Linked DNA regions of Mus musculus: all the other regions are linked to region 1. A link is a contact called in public HiChIP or PLAC-seq and promoter capture Hi-C data. All regions are on one chromosome and are shown on one strand. Each heading gives the region's core, a stretch centred on a gene start, on an enhancer-like site or on the middle of the called end of the contact. The rest is flanking DNA. Distances are from core to core; before and after follow the strand shown.

The links. HiChIP or PLAC-seq counts read pairs in DNA pulled down with a chosen protein or histone mark. Capture Hi-C pulls out chosen DNA fragments and counts their contacts.
Region 2: an HNF4G HiChIP or PLAC-seq map of pancreatic cancer cells shows a contact between it and region 1. The contact joins the promoter of Isyna1 here to the promoter of Unc13a in region 1. A contact is called at or near these places in 1 of 39 promoter capture datasets (embryonic stem cells) and 1 of 115 datasets of contacts at active chromatin or transcription factors (pancreatic cancer cells).
Region 3: a promoter capture Hi-C map of liver shows a contact between it and region 1, with 2.0 times the contacts expected there. The contact joins the promoter of Kxd1 here to the promoter of Unc13a in region 1. A contact is called at or near these places in 1 of 39 promoter capture datasets (embryonic stem cells) and 2 of 9 other capture datasets (adipose tissue and liver).

Annotation. Positions count from the first base shown.
Region 1 is chr8:71,670,242-71,673,536 of GRCm38.p6, reverse strand. It overlaps Unc13a (unc-13 homolog A), which reads left to right and starts at 1,780. Exons shown (of 44, transcript NM_001029873.2): 1 at 1,780-1,911. The coding sequence starts at 1,890.
Region 2 is chr8:70,592,591-70,596,069 of GRCm38.p6, reverse strand. It overlaps Isyna1 (myo-inositol 1-phosphate synthase A1), which reads right to left and starts at 1,589. Exons shown (of 11, transcript NM_023627.1): 1 at 1,527-1,589; 2 at 1,322-1,450; 3 at 1,086-1,247; 4 at 799-931; 5 at 516-709; 6 at 216-365; 7 at 1-120. The coding sequence starts at 1,441. It overlaps Ell (elongation factor RNA polymerase II), which reads right to left. Exons shown (of 12, transcript NM_007924.2): 12 at 3,212-3,479.
Region 3 is chr8:70,521,436-70,524,643 of GRCm38.p6, reverse strand. It overlaps Kxd1 (KxDL motif containing 1), which reads left to right and starts at 1,464. Exons shown (of 5, transcript NM_029366.2): 1 at 1,464-1,581.

The DNA.
Region 1 (3,295 bases), core at 531-3,030:
GGAGGCTTAGCTGTCTGGGGCAGTTCACTCAGGGCCACCCCTATAAACAGTGAGGAGGAGTCTAGAATTTACACCAACACATAATTAGCTCAGCATGTGAGCAAGCATGAAGGTCACTCTGCAAAGGGGGAAGGGGGCAGGGGAATTGAGCATCTCAGTGGTTAGGAGTACTGGCTCCTCCAGAGGACCCAAGTTTGATTCCTAGCACCCACAAGGTGGCTCAGCACCACTGCAACCCCTGTGTCAGTGACCTGACACCCTCTCCTGGCCTGTGTGGGCACCAAGCACTGAGGTGGGACACAGACATACAAGCAGAACAGTCACAAATGTAAAATAAATGCAAATAAATTTTAATTAGAGCAGCAGAGGGCTGTGAAGATGGCTGGGTAGCTACCATGCTCCTGAGGTGCCTAAGGGAAGTGGAGGTGCCAGGGTGGCCGCCATTCTGTCTCCAAAGCCTACAGGAGGAGCTGCTGATACATACCTCCAGGCCCTTCTCCAGGAGCTGCCAGTCTAAGCTGTGAGCTTAGGGCCAGTAAGACACTGCTACCAACAGCTACAATGATGAATAAGTGACCTGTGCATGAGGAACAGCATCCAGGGTTGTTCACTGGGCTTACATGCACAGGTGTGTGTGCTCAGACACACTCACATACACACACACTATCAGATACAGACACATACACTCAGACACACAGATACACAAACACACACTCAGACATAAACACATACAGACACACTCATACACACACACTTATACAGACACAGACACACAAGCACAAACACACTCACATAGACACATACAGACACACTCACACACACAGACACATGGACACACACAAACATACTCACATGCACACACAGGCACATGCAAACTCTGTCTTACACACACACACACACACACATTCCACACATGGAAAAAAATCAAGAAGCTCTGCACAATATCCCAGTGAGCTCCTCCTGCCAAGCCTGAAGCCATGAATTCTATTCCTGGAACCCACATAGTGGAAAGAGAATCAAGTCTGGAAAGTTGCCTTCTGATCTCCATGGGCGCTGTGATATGTGTGTGCCTCATTTCTACACACATAAACAATGTAATGTATAAAAAAAATTTTAGATTTATTTTGCTTTCTGTGCATGTCTGTGGATGGTTGGGAGCTACCATGTGGGTGCGAGGAACAGAAGGCTGGGGTCTCTGGAAGACCAGCTGGTGCTCTTAACCTCTGGGCAGCTCTCCAGACCCAATAAACGTGTGTTTTTTGTTTGTTTTGGTTTTTAGAGATAGAATCTCACTATGCAGACTAGGATGGCCACAGACTCGCAGAGATCTATTACGTCCATGGCCCGCAAGAAGTAAAGTTATAAAATGGGCAGAGATATGTGCCTGTGGTAGAGTATATGCCTCATACGGGGAAGGTAAGGCACATGTCTCGCAAGTGTCAGTACCCGGATTAAAAAACAAACAAAAAAACCAATAAACAAACAGCTTCCTGCGGCACTGAAGATGGGGAATTGACAGCAAATAGCAGTTCTGTTACCCAGGAGAATGTAAAACAAGAGCACAGGTTAGGTGGCTCAGAGAGGAAATAGAAACGTGGAGACCTAGGTAGGTGGAGCACGGACAGAAATACTCATCGAGGCTGAGCCAGAAAGCAAAGGGCTTTGAAACAGATACGACCTGGCCTGGACTCCCCGCAGTTTACGAGCCCTTTAAGGCGTCTGCCCGGCCCCGCCCCGTCACGCGTCTCCGGCTCCGCCCACGCCGCAGCGTCAGAGCGCGTCAGGCGCTGTCCGCGCCCCCGGTGCTGAAGCGACATGGCCGGCGGCCGGGCCCCGGCATAAGCCCTGAGCCCCGCGCTGCACCCGCCGCGCTCTAGCCGCCTGGAGTCATGTCTCTGCTGTGCGTGGGAGGTAGGTTCTGCGTGGACGCGGGAAAAGTGCGGGGTGTGCGTGGATGAGCCGAGTCGGGCTGCACAGCAGGGGGACCCCCGGTGCGCGCTTCAGGGCGCACTTGGATCAGCCCTAGGTGCTCTTCCTGTCACTCACACGAGTGGATGAGGGACTCGGGGCGCCTGTGTAGACGGTTTATAGGCCCTGGTTGGGGCTGAGGAGACGGCGGACCGTGCGCGCGAGGGTGGGGCGTTTAGGGGTAATGGGCCCGGACTGAGCGTAGGAGCAACCTCTCCGATCCCCAGTATGCCCTAAACAGTGCAGCAGGCTCCGCGGAAGCTCGTGGCTCCCTCTTCGCCTCACCCCTAGGGCTGGAGGAAGGGAAGGAGATGTGGGGGAGCAGCTATTTTGGGGCCAAAACGCCATCTGCACCGAGGCCCACGCCCAGGCCCACGCTCCGCATTTGGAGAGTAGGGAGGGAATAACGGGAGAGGTGTGACCCCTGCACCCCTCGAAGTTCCGGGTGGGGCTAGGCACGGCTGCCAGGTAACTCTACAGCGGGAGACCTTGGGCGACCGACTGGCCATGTAGCGATGCGTGCCGATACCGTTGTGAGCTCTAGGTTTGGAGGGTGGGGGGTGAACCCCCTACTCCCTTTCCCCTTCCCACCTCCAGGAAGCTGTGTAAGGAAGAGGGCGAGTCTCCATCCCCTCAGAACCCAGGCGGCGGGAGACCTGGGCGGCGGTGTGCGGATTTGAGCTCCGCGGCTGTGTAGCCCTAGATGGCCCCGCCCCTCTGCCCCTCCCCCTCCCTGTCCCCCCCTCCCCCTCCGCTCGCTGCTCCATTCACAAACCCGGCCCAGCCCGCCCGCGCCCCGCGGTGCATCGCTCTAGTCTGTTGGACGCGGGTGTTCTTAAAGGAGCAGGAACTCTTTTCTCTGACCCTGTGCCTCGAAGGTTCCGACTGCCCAGGATTACTGGGTATCCGCGGCTTCCAGACCTGGGAAGTAAGCGGAGCTGAACGTGAAGGGGATCCTCACCTCGGGAGCTCCCTGAATCCCGTGTCCTCCCATCCTGCCTCCTGGGGCGGGGGGGGGGGGGCGCGTCACCCCAACTCTGACGCAAACCGGAGGCTCAGCTGTGGGGGTGGAGGGCGTGCAGCCTAAGAAAGGAGGCTTCCAGAAAGCCAGGCCCAGGAGACATTTGTACTGAATTCCCTGGATACCATGGTGGGCAGAACAGGGAATGAAGGGTAGGGCTCTGGGGAGAGGAAACAGGCAGAGAGGTAGGGAGGTGCAGGTGGGGCCTGAGTGGGGCGCTGGGCGTGGTAAAGCTGGGCCTGGAGGTGTCCAGTGGACCTGAACTCACCCTCACAGTCAGGGAACACCTTCATTCCAACCACCCAC
Region 2 (3,479 bases), core at 340-2,839, 1.1 Mb after region 1:
CGAAGCCAGTTCCAGGGCACCGGGTACCAGTGTGTTCTGTGGGGATCCATTGAGGAAGGCGCAGTCCTCCAGGATGCTGGCCACAGCAAAAAGTGTGGACGGTGACACCTCCAGGCCAAGCTGAGGGCAGAGAAGTAGTCGGCCAAGGATTCCTCTGGACCCAAGGATTCCTCTGGACCGGCACTGATCCCCAGGAATCTTGGGCAAACGCACACCTGGATAGTATGTAGCAAGTTTTCTGCTGTGTCATTGCGACCTGGGACCACCTCGCAGAAGCGCTCCGTATTGGCGGTCCACAGCACGATGACCTTATCCAATCCCGCACTGGATCGGAAATCTCTAATGTCCTTTCGGATTTGCTCCAACTGGGAAAGGAAGGAGGAAGATTAGGTGGAGGTTGTCTTAAGTTGTCCGGAGGCTTGGGCCCCGGGGTATAGGAATTATTGCCAAAGGGAGAGACCATGTGGCCATGTAACAGGTGACAGTAAGGCCTGGGAGTGGGTCGAGGACCCCACCTGTTGGGCACGTGTGCCAGGGATGAGGTTGTCCGCACGTGCTGTCTGGTTGGCAGCGATGAACTCAGGAATGTAGACTGAGGGCCGCGGACGCAGGCTCTCCATGTGGGGCCACAGCTGTTCCTGCAGACCGCAGTCCAGGACCTGCGCGCGCCGCATGGCCTCGGCCAGGTTCAGCGACGAGATATCCCAGCCTGGGTTGCGGGGACCCTTAACACAGGACCCATCCCGTACCCTGGGCCCTCCCACACTTAACCCCATCCCGTCCCGAGGCTTTGCCCACCATCAAACACCAGGTCGTTGGGGGCCACCATGGGTAGCAGCGCACTGAAGGGCACAAACACCTCCCGGCCGTTCTCATCCAGACCCAAGTTCACGGTGCCCGCCTGGGTCAACGATCCATAATAGTTTGCCTCCTGGGAAGGGAGGGGGTGCGGCAAGCAGAGCAGGGTGTTGAGGGGCTGAGGGGTCCGGCTTGCTGAGACGCGCTAGTCCAACAAGCCACGCCCCTCCCCCAGTTCTGCTCGCCACACCCCCACCCCGTATTCTCCTAGTAGCCACGGCCCCCACCTTGCGACCTGTGCGCGTGGGCCAGGTTAGGCGCAGCCGATTGGCCAGAACAGCAGCAGTGAGCGTGGAGCCGTTGTTCCCGCCCCAGCCGACCAACATGACCCCGAGTCGGGGCACCTGCCGGGCGGTGCGGAAGGTGAAACGCGTAGCCCTGGGCTGCACCTAAGGAAGAGTTGGGAGTGAGTCGCGGGACCTCGGGTTCCCAGTGTCCTCCGCCGCCCGCGCCCCGCGCGCACCCGCAGCACGCCGCCCTCGCGGCTGACGCGCGTTGTCCGGTACTCGTAGCGCGCCTCGATGGTTTCGGGGCTGTAGACCACGTCCGGGCTATCCACGAGGATCTCGGCGGCGGGCTCCATCGTGGCGAGCTGTGGGCCAGAGCCAGTGAGCGCGGAATCACCACCCGAGAGCCAACCTTACGGCCTAGGATAGGTTCGTACTTACCGGCCCAGAGTTGGATCAGACTGCGGCAGCGGACAGCGTGGGCCCGAGGGCTCTGGGGCAGCGAAGAAAAACGCCGATGCCACGCCTCGACCACGCCCCTGATGGGCGTGACTTGCGACCAGGGTTCTGGGTGCTCTAAACCCAGGTAGCCGGAAGGAGTCTCAGGCGCGAGCGTCTTGCGCGTTACCTCGCTGCGCACCCTTGTACCACCAGGCAGCCAATGAGCGATGGCCACCGACAGGGAGGTGGGGCATGTCTGGTCGAGGGGCTTTTTGGGGGGGGGGGGGGTCTCAGAGCTGCTCGGCTGTCTGTCCCGCCCTCTCCCAGTCCTCCAGCTGCGATCACTGGCCTGATGGCCCTGCCCAGAGGAGGAGACAGAATGGGCAGGTCTACGCGGCCTCCCCCTGGGTAGGCACAGTGATAAGGAACATGGGAACTCGGCAGGCAGGCGGGGGAGGTGCCCCCAGAACTTTCCAAAACAAGTGGCCTCCTCCTAGCGGAAACTTTCCACAGCTGGAGCTGTGCCAAAAAGGTGGATTGTCCGAAATGTCTGCACGAAAATAAGAGGGGGCCCGCTCTGTGGGTGTCAAGACTTTATTTGCCGTTGCTAACACGAACCAGCCCAACTGAACTCATCCCGGTGAAGAGACTCAGGCAGGGTTCCCAGAGGAGGGGACTGTTGGGGATCGTTTTGATGTATGAAGGGGAGATTGTCATGGGAGAACTACAGGCGGAACCCGCTACACCCCCTAAAGTAAAGCTCCGGGGAGGGTCTCAGATGCAAGGGCTGAGGAGCACCATGGGGAAATGGGTTGTGCTTTAGATTGCTGCCCACTTTCTGTCCTCTTGTGGTGTGCCACAGTAGAAATGGCAGATTGTTTATCTCTTTTAGGTAATGAAACTGTCTGGTGGCCAATATCGGTCATCTCAGCATTTGGGAGGTTGAGGCAGAAAGACTGCACTGGGACATTCATTTTGCAAGGGGCTCGGGGCTGGGAGCAAGGCCGAGTCCCCAAAAGGGCCCTTCCCGGGAGGACATCCTTGACCAGGGTGGGGTTGGGGTCGCTGTAGCAGACTGCTCTGGTTGGGAGGTGCGTGGGGACAAGGGTTAGCCCTGGGCTCTGGGAAGGCGATGGAAGAGCATGGTCAAGCTGTTCCTAGGTAGTGAGTACACAGCGGCCCACAGGGTGCCTGACTCTCCTTCCACCCCCTCAGCTGCCTCAGAACTGTCAGAAGTCTGGCCAAGGCCTCAAGGGAGTCCTACTGACCCCAGCCCTCCCTCACAGGCTGCCTTTGACTTTTCCCTTTGAAAACAAACATGCTGCCTCTGACGCATGCCCAGCCTGTGCTTTCTGCTTGGAGCCAGGGGCTGATGGTGGCCATGCTCGGCCTCCATGGCCTCAGATGCTAGCTGGACTGACAGCTCTAAGAGACAGGTAATTCTCGCTGGGGTCTATTGTTTTTAAAAGGGTGTCAGTCTCAAGCAAACTTTCTGTCCCACCTATTCTAGTAGAGGGCAGCACCTTCTCACCTGAAGGCCTGGGTGCTGCAGGGGAGCCCACTCTGCCCATGCCCATGCCCAGCACTGCAGTGCTCACACCTTGCCAAAGCCCTCGGGGCTCTGGGTCAAGCTCTCACTTAGGGCTACCCCACCCCTACAGTGACATACTCAAACCACAGAGAGGTTAAATTCCATCAAATTTATTATAGACTTTGAAAGTTGGCGGTTCACCTGCTTTGTGTACAGAAGACAAACTCTAAGAAAGGACCTGGAGGCACCGCCTCTCTGTCAATTGTAACGTTTTGGCAAAAGTGAAGACTTTGTAAACACCAACTCCATGGCTCAAAGTAGACTTTCTCCACAGCACAGTTCAAAGGCGGGGAGAACACCAATAAGTTAGACCATGCTTAAGCTGCCAGCCACCACCTGCAGCCCCAGAGTGTGGCCCTGCC
Region 3 (3,208 bases), core at 215-2,714, 1.1 Mb after region 1:
TAATTTGTTCTTGTATATTTTCAGTATCAGGTATACTTAGAATCCACCAAAGAAGCACAGGTAGCATGAGGTGCTAGACTCTTCCTGTCCTGAGTTGTCACTGCTGTCTGCTTCTCTTAGCACCCAGGATAGTTGTAAAGTTACAGGCACTGTACTATGTGACCCATGCCACAATCAGAGAAGGAATAGTCAGGCTCAAGCCTAGACGACTCATTTGATAAGATTTTAAATCCCTGGAATAGAATGGGGAATTTAAAGACTATGGTAAGGTATACAAAGATTGTAACTCTCTGAGTATCCAGTTATGGGAAAAAGCCTGAGGTTACTTATGATCAGGACTTTAAAAACTACTACGGGGGGCTGGTGAGATGGCTCAGTGGGTAAGAGCACCCGACTGCTCTTCCGAAGGTCCGGAGTTCAAATCCCAGCAACCACATGGTGGCTCACAACCATCCGTAATGAGATCTGACTCCCTCTTCTGGAGTGTCTGAAGACAGCTACAGTGTACTTACATATAATAAATAAATCTTAAAAAAAAAAAAAAAAACTACTACGTTAGCTGGCCATAGTAGTACATACCTTTGATCCCAGCACAGAGGAGGCAGAGAAAGACAGATCTCTGAGTTAAAGAGCAACCTGTTCAAAACACTAAAGGGCATTCCTGGACAGCCGGGACTACACAAAGAAAGGAGTAGGAGAAGAAAAAAAGAAATCAAATACTGCCTTGTTTGCAAGAAATCAGCATGCCAGCCTCTGCCTTTTTTTCTATGCTGAAATCCTTTTTTTGCAGAAGGCATATTAAAAACGGTTTCTCTTATTTGGACGTACAGAAAAAGTCCCAGAAAAACCAGAGATAAAAAGAGAAATCTTGTTTCATAAAACCAAAACTGGCCGGTCCTGGTGGCACAGGCCTTCAATCCGACCACTCAGGAGGCCGGTAGATCTCTATGAGTTCGAGTCTGGCTTGGTCTAAATAAGCAAGTCCAGAACAGGCAGAGCTCTGTTACACAGAGAAACGGTCTAGAAAAACCCAAACAAAACAAGTCAAATCCCTGCATCTCTTTCACCAGACTCTTTATTAGAGAGAGGGGATTATTTCTCACAATACCGAGTACCAGGCCAGCCTGGGCTACAGCGATACCTCAAAAATCTGAAAGTCACACATGGTGGCATACAATGGCGTACACGCCATTTCAGGATGACCAGGATTTTAAGGGTAACCTAGGCTCCATGGCGAGCTGGAATCCAGCCTGAGTACATATGACCTTGTCTTTTTGTTTACTTTTCGAGATAGGGTTTCCTTGTGTAACACTGGATTGATAAATAATACATTTAATTGCCCACTTCCGGATTGCTTAAAAGCCATGTTTGGGACACAGCGCGTGCGCGTATCTAGTGCTGCGATTGCTCATCCTTTTGGCGTTCACGTTAGGGCTTCTACAATTTGGTCCTCCCGCCTCCTCGCGGTGAGTACGCGCAGGCTCCTAGGCGCCAGGACAGGGGGCGCTCGTGGACGCTCTATGATGACGTAAGCGCTAGGGCGCCCTCCCGGAAGCGCGAGCCAGGCCGCCAGATGTGCAGGTGCCGAGGCTGGAGCCGCCGGGGCCGGGCAGGGCGGGAACTCGGGGCGTCAGGAGGCCACGGAGGGGAGGGAGGGCCCATCCTAGCTCGGGGACACAGCCTCAGTTTTCCCGGATTCGCAGCGATAGCGCGGGCCAATCTAGATGGAAACCCTAGTTGTGTGACCTGGAGCCCTGAGCGGCTTGGGGTGCGCGTGTACCTCAGTTTCCCCGCTCAAAGGGGCGGGGACCCCGTGTTTGTTTGAGTCACGCCTTATCTGGTTTGGTTCTTTTGTTGTTGTTGTTTCTCCTTCAGAGTTTGGCCGGAAGAGTTGAAGTCCGTTTAGAGGACTCGGGCCGGACGGCTCCTTGTGCTCCTACTGTGACCTTGAGGCTCAGAGCCATTCCAGTCAGCCTGACATTCCTGGGGGAGAGTTAGTGTTTCTTTAGATGATAGCTCAAATTAGCCTCCAGTTCCTGGTAATCATCCTGCCTCGGCCACCCAACTATAAAGAGAGTCATTAAAATTTTGAGATAGCAGCCCAGACTGGGGCCTCTGTCTCCTTGAAATGCATCTTCCTCAGTCTCTAAAGTACTGGGATGACAAGCGTGAGTTACCTCATCTGCTTGTGTTGAGTCTTGTTTTGGATTAGGGTCTCATTTGTTCCAGGCTAGTCTGTAACTCACAAAGCAAAAGTGACCTGAAACTTCTGCTCTTACTGTCTTCTCTAGCACTGTGCACGGGCAGGGCATTCACCACACCTGACTCTTATTTGTTTATTTCACGTATGTGCATACATAAACTGTCGCTGTCTTCAGACAAAGCAGAAGTGGGCACTGGATTCCCATTACAGATGGTTGTGAGCCACCATGTGATTGCTGGGAGTTGAACTCAGGACCTCTGGAAGAGCAGTCAGTGCTCTTGACCGTTGAGTCATCTCTCCAGCACGTATTTATTTAGACAGTCTTATGTGTCTCAATCTCGTCTCCCACTCATTATGTAGCGCAAATTAACTTTAAACTTACAACAGTCTTCTAGTCACCTGAGTGCCAGGATGGCAAACATGAGCTGTCACACCAGGCTTCTGTTTTAAAATAGGGTTTCATGCATCTTAGGGTGGCCCAAAACTCAGTATGTACAGCCCAAACTGACCTTAAGCCCTGAAGGACCCAGGGCTTCTGCATGCTTCCAGTTCAGTCCCAGACCAGGACTGATACCTGATCTAGAACAAAATCTCTGGAATTAAAATTCTGCATGAGAGATGCTAGCTGTTAACCTAGTTGTTGACTATGCCCTTTAATCACAAGTTACTTTTCTTCTACTTTTTTTTTTTTTTTTGGTTTTTGGAGACAGTTTCTCTGTGTAGCCCTGGCTGTCCTGGAACCCACTCTGTAGATCAGGCTAGCCTCGAACTCAAAAATCCACCTGCCTCTACCTCCCAAGTACTGGGATTAAAGGCTTGCGCCACCACTGCCTGGCTGTTTTTCTTCTTTCTTAAGATAATTTACAGTCTATTTTGGGAAATGGGGGCATGCACCTTCTCATGAAGGGGTTTTCTGCCAGGTGTGTTCCAGGGCTTGAACTGGAGTCCTCAGTATAGACAGCAAACATCTTTTAGGCACTGTCTTACAGGCCACCCACCTAAAAT